Linked DNA regions of Sus scrofa: region 1 is linked to region 2. Evidence: chromatin contacts called from public Hi-C data. All regions are on one chromosome and are shown on one strand. Each heading gives the region's core, a stretch centred on a gene start, on an enhancer-like site or on the middle of the called end of the contact. The rest is flanking DNA. Distances are from core to core; before and after follow the strand shown.

What was found. A called contact is a pair of places that touch in the nucleus more often than the background predicts.
Region 1: a contact with region 2 is called in a Hi-C map of fetal skeletal muscle, with 2.5 times the contacts expected there. The contact joins the enhancer-like site here to the promoter of LOC102159548 in region 2. A contact is called at or near these places in 3 of 47 Hi-C or Micro-C datasets (epiblast stem cells, fetal skeletal muscle and fibroblasts) and 2 of 2 datasets of contacts at active chromatin or transcription factors (alveolar macrophages and skeletal muscle).

What each region holds. Positions count from the first base shown.
Region 1 is chr7:94,937,514-94,942,395 of Sscrofa11.1, reverse strand. SIPA1L1 (signal-induced proliferation-associated 1-like protein 1) reads right to left here. Exons shown (of 27, transcript XM_021099427.1): 5 at 35-281. Among named protein-coding and RNA genes, the nearest start is that of SIPA1L1, 150 kb to the right of the region's middle. Within about 2 kb of position 3,410, at least 2 of the 83 cell types and tissues checked have an H3K27ac peak or open chromatin away from gene starts, as enhancers often do. A contact at or near this core is called in fetal skeletal muscle, where this site is marked.
Region 2 is chr7:94,788,316-94,793,203 of Sscrofa11.1, reverse strand. LOC102159548 reads left to right here and starts at 2,578. Exons shown (of 2, transcript XM_013989147.2): 1 at 2,578-3,118. The coding sequence starts at 2,578. SIPA1L1 (signal-induced proliferation-associated 1-like protein 1) reads right to left here and starts at 3,369. Exons shown (of 27, transcript XM_021099427.1): 1 at 3,296-3,369; 2 at 2,632-2,691.

The DNA.
Region 1 (4,882 bases), core at 2,161-4,660, 150 kb before region 2:
TGTGGCCATGAAACAGATTTAAATACAGTCTTACCGCCGGGTGGCAGAGGAGAAGGTGCTGACAGACTTGGATGAGCAGAAAACAGAAGTGCATTTTTCTCAGGCCGTCAATCGGTCAGTTCAGAGCTATTTACTGAGCACTTTCTCTGTGTCAGGCTCTGCTCAGGGCCATGTGCACACTGCAGGGAGTAAGACCACAGCACAGGACCTCAAGGAGCCCATGTTCTGCTTGGGGGGAGCACTAAAGGTCATCCCAAACGTGAAAACTAAAAATTCCAGACCTAGTTTGGGAAAGAAAAAAAAAAAAGTAGTCAACGCCTTTATGTCCCAGGATAATATGAGTAAAAATCTGCATAACTGACCCCCCCCCACCTCCATACTTGCCACCTTCTGTTAGGCTCTGCTGAACACAGCAACCACGGGGCCTCTGCAATGCACAACACACCCTGGCCTAAAGCCCTTCCACGGCTTCTCATTACACTGGGCGTAAAACTAAAAATTCCCAACAAGGTCGAAGAGCCCCTGCATGATAATCCAGCAAATCTTTTCAACCCTGAAGGCGTCGTGTCCCCAGTTACTATGTTCCAGCCACACTAATCTTCAAGCTTGTTAAACACGTTCAGCTTTCTTGCCAGCAGTGGGGGGTTGGCTAAAATATTTTCCTACCTTCCACGTCCCCATCTGGATAATCCCCACTCATCTTCTCAGAAGCGCTTTCTCCCCTGCCCATCCCCCTCCTCTCCCACCTTCGCCCTGTACACACCCTGAATTGAATGAGGATATCAGGTATGTTTTCATATTCCCAAATAACCTGCTTTCATGTACAATTTGCTGAAAATGGAACCTGTAAATCCCATTTCTTGCTTCTTGTCTGTGGGTATTTAAATAAAACATTGGGTTGCTCCTTTAAACTATTGGAAACACATGGGCATACTGCTTCCAGCTCACTTCCTACTATATATATATGTATACACACACACAGACACACACACACTTACTTGTGTGACCACACTATTTGTTCATATCTCTTCCACTAAGTCCCTAAATTCTATGAAGACAGGTATGGTGTCAGTTTGTGGAAATACAATGTCCCCAGAACTTAATCAGATGAAGCCTGACAAAAAGAAGATACTCAAGGAAAAAAGCAAATGAGTTATGATCACCATCATGGGAACACTATAATTTACACCTCAGACACTTGCTCCCAAAGACGGCTCAGATTCCAAGAGCCACATTGAGTTTTACTTGAGTTTCTGTTGTAATGAAGACTTACTAGGAAAACAAAATCCAGACTGATTAAGAGCCTGAGGAAAATCTAGTTTTAATTGACACTTGCCAATAGGTTAGAAATGTATCTAATATGTAGATGTGGTTTCTTTTTATTTTTAAATGTAGATAACCTATTTAAAAGGATGACTCTAAGGATTAAAATAAGAGAGTGTTTACTACTTAAGCACTCAGCATTATTAAAAAATAAGATATTATAAATATTACTCTTACTAATTTAAATGAACAAACATCTTAGGAGAAAGCATCTTGACTGCTCTCAAAACAGGAGCTTTGAAAATGTTCTCTATAATGTATGTATCTACATCATCAGGTAGCCATTCATCCCTAAGGTTGCCTACTTGAAGGAAATTCTACTTCTTTTAGTTTTAGCTTTTAAGTCACGACAAAAAATTACTATGGCAAGTAAGTGTTTTCCTTTTGTCCAAATAGGTACACACCAAAGAAAAAACCGTAACTGTCTCCACAAATGCGTCAAACAATGTCACTGTATGACATGTCCCATCCTAGCTAGCACGTCCAAACATGACTTTGGCAATGCAAAAATATTCACAGTAGCCCTCTGTCAGAAACATGTCAATTACTATAACATGGATTATACACACATACACACACAGAGTATATACAATATACTCTTACCTTTATAAACAAAAAGCAAGCAAAAACTCCATATTTTCTCTCTTTAAAAGATAATTGTTTTGAGGTAAAAAAAATAACATTACTAGCACAAGTGTATCACAAAATAATATATGTAATTTTGTATTGCTAAATTTACCAAAAAGACCCAATGTTTAACATTTCTGTTTAAATCCTAATTCTGTTTAAAGGTAATCAGTCTCAAAGAAACATTTAAATTACCATCTAATGATCAATGTCCAATTGGCCTCCAAGTTGTTTGAGGGATACCCAAAACAAAGTATTATCATACAAAGGTGTCAGCAGAGATGGTAGCCATTAAAACTGTATGACAAGTGAGAATTCCCTTGTGGTGCAGTGGGTTAAGGATCTGTCATTGTCACTGCAGCAGCTGGCCCAGGTCACTGCTATGTCACAAATTCCACCCTGGCCTGGGAACTTGCACATGCCGCAGGCGTGGCCACACACACACACACACAAAACAAAGACTGTATGGAAACTGGTATCCAGAAATAAAGACAAATTTTACTTCATTAAAAAAAAAAAAAGCTTATTTTTACCTCTTTAAATTATAAAGAAAAAAACTGCCCTTAACAATTTTTTTTTATTTAACTCTAAATAATGCAAGACTTAAAACTTTAAACTTACTATTTTGTTTCAGTTTTGGACAAGATTTAGGGAGTAACTCAATATCCATGCAAGCTTAATATGTTTGCTTCTCCGATAATTAAAAAAAGCTAGTAATAAACTCCTCCCAATCTCAACTTTACCCTATTAACTTTTCTTTTCTATGGCCACACCCGTGACATATGGAAGTTCCTGGGCCAGGGACTGAATCCCATCTGCAGCTCCAACAATTCTGGATCCTTTAACTCACTGCACCAGGCCAGGGATCGAACCCACACCTCCACAGCAACCTGAGCTGCTGCAGTCGGAGTCTTAACCCACTGTGCCACAGTGGAACACCCCCATTAACTTTTTTGCTGAACACATTATGTAAACCTTAGATTTGGGGTAATAAATGAGACATGATAAAATGACTGTGTATTTTGATAACCAGTAACTCACTTGCATATTATAAACATTATGCTACATCATTTGATAAACTGACTTCCAGCCCCAGGTGAAAGCTGCCAGGGATCTTAGCTTTCTCATCTTTAAGGTGATCAATGCTTACCCTGTCCCCTGAGGGAAATCTCTGACTCATCTAAATAAAACCCAAGAATACATCATGTAATAAAGTCTTATTACCTTGAAATTAACCTGTTAGATTTTTTTTTCTGTGTTCTTGAGCCCTTTTTAGTCAAACTGGAAAGCCTCCAATAAAATTAATATACAGAAATCAGACTCTAGTCTGTGATATACTTGCCATGAATTTACTGGGAGTAATGCATGGAGACGGAAGAAACTGGGGTAGCAGGAAGACTGGGAAGTCACAAGGACACTGGCTCCATCTCGCCTACATGTGCACTGCCCTTCAGTCTAAAACAGCTGTGTGAATCACAAGAAATGGCCTAGCTGATCCCCAAGCCCCAAAAGTACCAGAGGTCAGCTTTCTAAAGCAGTGTCTATTTTTAAACTAATATAAGTTGGGTTCTAAATTTGACCTGCATTTAAATTATCATCTGGTGAGGAATGTCCAGCTGGACACTTATGCACTTGAAGCTGCTTGAGGGAGGGCCAAACAAAGTTCATTTTACATGCAACAGACAAAGCCTTGTCTCAGCAACCCGCATCCTCCACAGAGGAAGGGCAGCAGCTGGGAAGAAAGAGCCATCCTGCAGCTGAGGGTCCCTGGAATTTACTTTTTCACATAAGTAATAAAAGCAGCCCATTCTTCACATGGAAATGGTTTGGGAAAGCCCGTTTCCGATTGCTTGGCACAAAAGAATGAAGGAAGAGAGCATATTTTCAATGGAGTGCAGAGTACATGAGTATTGCCCCAGAGAAGAAGCCAACAAAAACCTATTTTTAAGGTTCCTCACAGGACCCTTCTCTTCAGAAAGTTCGCAGGGCAATCCTGATCAAAGCAGTCTCAATGACCAGGAAGAAAGAGTTTTCTTTTAAATTCTGGGGTCAGAATCTAGAAGATAAAAGAAAACCATTCCTACTGCACAGCACCAGGGACTGTGTCCAATCTCTTGGGATAGAACATGATAAGGGCTGATATGAGTAAAAGAATGTGTATACCCACATATGTATCACTGGGTAACCATGCTGTACAGCAGAAACTGGCACAACACTGTAAATCAACTATACCGCAAGTTTAAAAAATACAAAAAAAAAAACAAAAAAGGGAAATTCCCATTGTGGCTCAGTGGTAATGAACCCGACTGGTATCCATGAGGATACGGGTTCAATCCCTGGCCTCGTTTGGTGGGTCAGGGATCCAGCGTTGCCCTGAGCTGTGGTATAGGTCGCAGACATGGCTCGGATCCAGTATTGCTGTGGCTGTGGTGTAGGCCAACCGCTGTCACTCCAATTTGACCTCCAGCCTGGGAACTTCCATATGCCACAGGTACGGCCCTAAAAAGGCAAAAAAAAAAAAGAAGAAGAAGAAGAAGAAGAAGAAAAGAAAACCATGAATAAATATCCTACCAAAATACCAGTTAAATAAATATGGCACCAATTGATGATAATTTTGAAAACTGATATCATTCTCAATTTCAAGAAAACTTCAAAACACTTAGAACTTTTCCAATTTTTAAGAAATTGTATTTCAAGAGTATTACAGTGGTAAAGGTTGGCACTACTATGTGTATATATATCACTTAAGAAATCATGCGTTAGTGATTAAAACATTTAGTTTTAGTGTCCGCATTAGGAAAATCACCAGGGCAGAAGTGAAAAGATAAACTTCTGAAAAAATAGCTCTAAAACTACATAAGTTACATAGCTATTTCTATAAACCAAAAAACCACAGTAATTCAGTAAAATAAACTATTGCTAATCAAGAATG
Region 2 (4,888 bases), core at 1,329-3,828:
TTGACTAGCTGCAAATCTCAAAAGGTTAGAAATACAGTGATGTTACGAACAGAAATTTCTTTTCTGAATTTGAGATATGAACTTCTGTGATTTGGGTCCAAAGTTAGAAAGAAACATGGTATCAGAGCACTAGCTCTACATTATGGAGATGAGTCTATTTGCCTTCCTTGGAGAAAGTCCGACTTGGTCAATGAACCAAAAGGCTCAAATCTTCGATGTCACCTGAAAATCTTCCGGCTAGGCATACTTCATATGTGCACTGATGGGGACCAACAGAAATGACAGCACACAGTGAGAACCAACAGGAAGCACACAATTAGGTTGCCATCAATCCCTACATACATTCCCCTACATTGCAAAGATTCAGAGAATCTGTATGCTTACACTGTTCTGCCTCTCCTCACACTCCTGCTTCACAATTCAAAGAGATAGAAAAAGCCATTTATTGAAAAACAAACTGCACATGTAAGATAGAACGTATACATATCTCAACTCATAGTCAATCAAGATCTTCCAAAGTCTTTACAAAATCGCTCATTTCAAGCCATCTTCAATCTGTGACTTCAATAAAGTTACCAGCTGTTTAAATTTTAAAGTTGTTAAAAAAAAATCAAGATGTGGCTGGGGGTGAGGAAATGGGGGAAGACCTACACTAAAATTACAAACCTAATTCAATGCAAAAGCAAAGTAGGAAAGCCTGGAATTAACAGTGAAAGGACAGAGTTAAAAGAATCAAAACATAAATTTCAGTGAGCTGTTTTGAAGTTTTTATGACCAAAATTCAAGTCCACCTTGCCACGGAATCCTACAATGAAGTCACACCTAATACTGCCTTATACTTCAGACCTAAAAAGTTCACTGCACAGAACTCCAATTTCAAACTCAAGGGGCAGTACCAGGAACCGCAGAGAAGCTAACAGCAACACCTACTGACTGTCTTGAGCCACTTGACAAACTTGTTCTCTCAGTCAAGTAGAGAAATCTAGCAATACAGTCAACTTTAGGAGTCCTTTACTTAAGAATAATGAGATAAGAAAATAAGTTGGCAGCCACATAAAACCATGTACCCTCAAAATCTCTTATTTCGTTCCTAACCATTTATAAGCAAATCATCACCCAAATCATTTTAAATGCATTGTTAATTGCTAATGCTTTAGTATAAATAATTTACTCGATGGGAAAAATGTTTTAACATTAATATACTCATTAATAACTGGCATGGCATCTACTAGTCCAACACATCAGTGACCATAAACTGCTTTATGAAAACCTTTTATTTGAGGCTACTGCTGTTACCACTGTTTTATATTATTTCCACTGACTTTTTCTTTCCTGGTAAAGGTGGCTTAATTGAAGCTTTCGAAAAATGAAAAAGGAGAAAGTTATAAAAGTCATTAAACCAGGATTAAATAGAAAATTAATACTGTTACTAAACTGGATGCAGAGAATGATTCTATAGGACTTAATCTTGTACTTTTTCAAAAGATTAAGTCAGAGAATCTTTGCCTTGGACGAATATTCCATATGAGAAAACGAGAGAAAGTTGACACTTAACTCCCACAGAGTACCAGTATAAAAACAATGGCTTTAAGAGTCTGAGTCAGAGTTTCAACATGAAAGGTTTGCTTTATAGAGGAAACGCCAACCCCAGTTCATCCAGAGAGACCTGGAACCTGATGAAAGTCGACACTTTTACTCTGAAATTTGCATCATATCACTGGCTCCCAGTTTAGAAACATAATCGTTTAGTAGGTAGTAAGAATTTCAGTGAGTGCTGCCTCTAAAATACCCGTCATGAAAAATAAAATCTATCAAGTAAATGCAGCCTAGGATCCATCAGTCCCCAAATGCTTCTCTTCAAAATGAATACTAATAACTCAATTAAACAACATTTTCCTTGAAAATGAGCCATCTCCCTTGTCTATGTTTTACAAACAGTGAATCTGATGAAATTTCAACCTGCCCAACACGATTACTTGTCCACCTAGAAATGCCGTGGAGCGATAGGGAGGGAGCCTGGCAAATTTCCTTTAAGGTCAGGAGAGAAGTTGGAAACAGATGGGGCGAAGCAGAAAAAGTTCTTTTTTGCAGTACCTTCACGCCTCCCCAGCCCTCTTGCTGTTTACTTGCTCCACGGAAAGCAGGTTAGAGCATCCCGGGATTTCACTCGCCACCAGACCCCCCGGAGAGAAATGAACCACCCGCGGGCACTCAGCTGCTCTTCCCCCTTCCTCACGATTTAACCTCTCGGCCCGCCCTCCGGCACAGCCTGCAAAGCTCTCACCCAGGTGACTGAAGGGGAAGGGTCGCCCGGTGAAGACGAGGGCAGCAGGATAGGCGCAGCACCCAGACGGGGGCGCGGGGCTCCTGGCCTCTGGCACAGGCGCCTGGCTGAGAGTTGTGCAGCTTCGGATTCCGAGGTGCGTGCGCGCGCGCGCGCGCGCCGGGCGCGTTGCAGCTCAGACTCGCCCCCGCCGGGCTGCGCTATCTGCACGCCACCAAATCGGAAATAAAACTTTGACCGGCCTCCGGGTGTCCTGCTCCGGGCCCTGGACCCGCGCCCCGGCCAGAAATGGGATGGGGGCTGTCAACAGTCCTGCACCCCCGCTACCCTGCCCGGACGCCACTTACCACTCGGCCCGGCCTCCCGGTGCGGCCGCGCGTCCGGGGCGCGTCCGCCGCGCGCTCTCCCTGGGGAGAAAGAGAAACCGTGTAGACGGTCGGCGCGCGCTCACTCGCCGCCTCCTCTGCGGAGAACAGCAGGCGGCGAGGCCGGGGCGGGCGCAGAGCAGAGGGGGGCCCGGGGGAGGCGGGGGCGGAATCTGCCCAACTCCCGAGCCTGGCTCCGAGGGAGACACGGAATGCAGGCTGGAGAGCAGCCGGCGGGGGCCGCGTTCCCAGCAGAGTTGGGGGAGGCGGAGGTGCCCAGGTCCCCGGGCATCAACTATTGTTTGCGCGCTCGGGTCCCCGCTCGCGCCGCCTCCGATGTTCAGCGCCCCTCATCCCGCCTGCCTGCCCCCAAGAGAAAGCGCTGAGGGGGCGGCCGACGCGGGAAGCAATTGCTGGATGACTGGAGGGCCGGAGTTCCGAGGTGGGCGCCGAGTGGGGGAGGGGACAGGTAACTACAGCGGGGGGCAGAAAGGCCCAGGAGGATCGGTGGGGGGAGGAAATGGGGAGGAAGCCACGGAGGCGGGAGAGGATGAAATGACAGAGGGGGCGGCCTCCGAAACCCAGACCTGGCCCTCCCTGGGGACCCTCCTCCCGGGGACTCAGTGCCGCTCTGACTTTTGCTCACTTGCTCACGCACACAGCGAACTCGCTCACAAAGTTGCCGGCGGTGGCGGTGCCGCACTCGCCCTTCCCCTCCCCGCCTCCCTACCACCCCGCCCCATTCCTTCCCCTCCTTCATTCCCTCCCCTTTCCCCAAGTCTCGGGTGAGATCACCGATGTGCTGCTCAGTGCTGCGCTCAAATCTCGCGAGAGAAGCGGCTCAGCCCAGATGGCGGGGGAAGTGGAAGGAGTTGGAGGAAGGGGGTGGGGGGAACCGCGGAACTTAGTCTCTTAGTTGCTATGACGACGGCAAAGCCCTGGATTCCTGTCTCCTGCGGAGAGCCGAGGCAGCAAACGTGGGTGCAGTTTCCAGCCTCCCCTCTCCCTAGCCTGACGCCCTAATGGTGGAGAAAGCAAGGGCTAGAAGCGGGAAAAGGAGTTTTAAACTCTTTGAGAGGGATTTTGCAGAAGAACAGCGTCACGCTATCTGGCTAAATTTGGCAAATGAAGCTAATTGTTTTTTAAGGATTCTGGGACAGATTACTGCCACAGAAGCCAGCGCATGTGTGAACCCCCAGTTTCCTACATATATCTAGTTTTTCAGCCTTCCACTCTAATCTCATCACCCAAACCCCACCAACTCCTTATGCTACCTCTCACTTCCCCCCCTCCCCCGCTCCCCATCCCCACCGCCACCAACAAACTGGGCTCTTGAAGGATCTGTCTTACCCATCTTTGTATTCTCAGAGCCTCCACAAGCTTGATACATAGTAGGTGTTTACTTAATGTCTGTTGGGGGAAATGAACGTAACAAGCTGCTTGTCCTCAGAGGTACTTGGCTTTCACCCTACCCTGGAAAGTACTTCATTTTAGATTAAAAGTTTCTGCTCCACAGTTATGGTTTCGACTTTGTTAAACTATCCTCCCATTTCTGTTCACACCGAATTATCTGTTTTTAAATAATTATAATCCTCTGTTCTCTTTCTCCATCTTTGTCTCATGAAACAAAACTTCTTCATACCTACTCCAAAATGAGGATGAAGATGAAATCTCATCCTGTTTCTTCTTTTAATTGTAGAAATTTTCTTTGGGGGTTTTATATATCACTGCCTAAATAAAGTGGATACTGTGAATAGAGTTTTAAAAAAGCTTAAACTTTTGATATCAAAATGAGTCAGTAAAAATAGTTTCCATGTTATGTGAATTATACCAATTTTTAAAAAGATGCCATCCCTATTTACATAAATATGGGAAAACCATTATTTAAATCAATCTCTTGGAACCAGAAACCTTAAAATATACACCAAGATTCTTTTAGGTTACATGCAAGTTTAAATACTATGTCAGTGAAAACCTAATGATACAGTGATAAAAAGCACTGGACAAAGTCTGGAAACTAGGGTGTGAGTTTTTGTTGTCACTAATAATTGAGTCTCCTTGAGAATGTATTTAATCTTTCTCTCGGAGTCTTCATCTATAAAACGAGGGGTAGCACACATGTTAGGTCATTGCAGCTTTAAAATTCTATGGCTCTTAGACCTAGACAAATTTCTGATAAATAACAGATATTTTTCTTTTACATCAAACAGACTTTTTTAATGAGTGTTTCATTTTATAG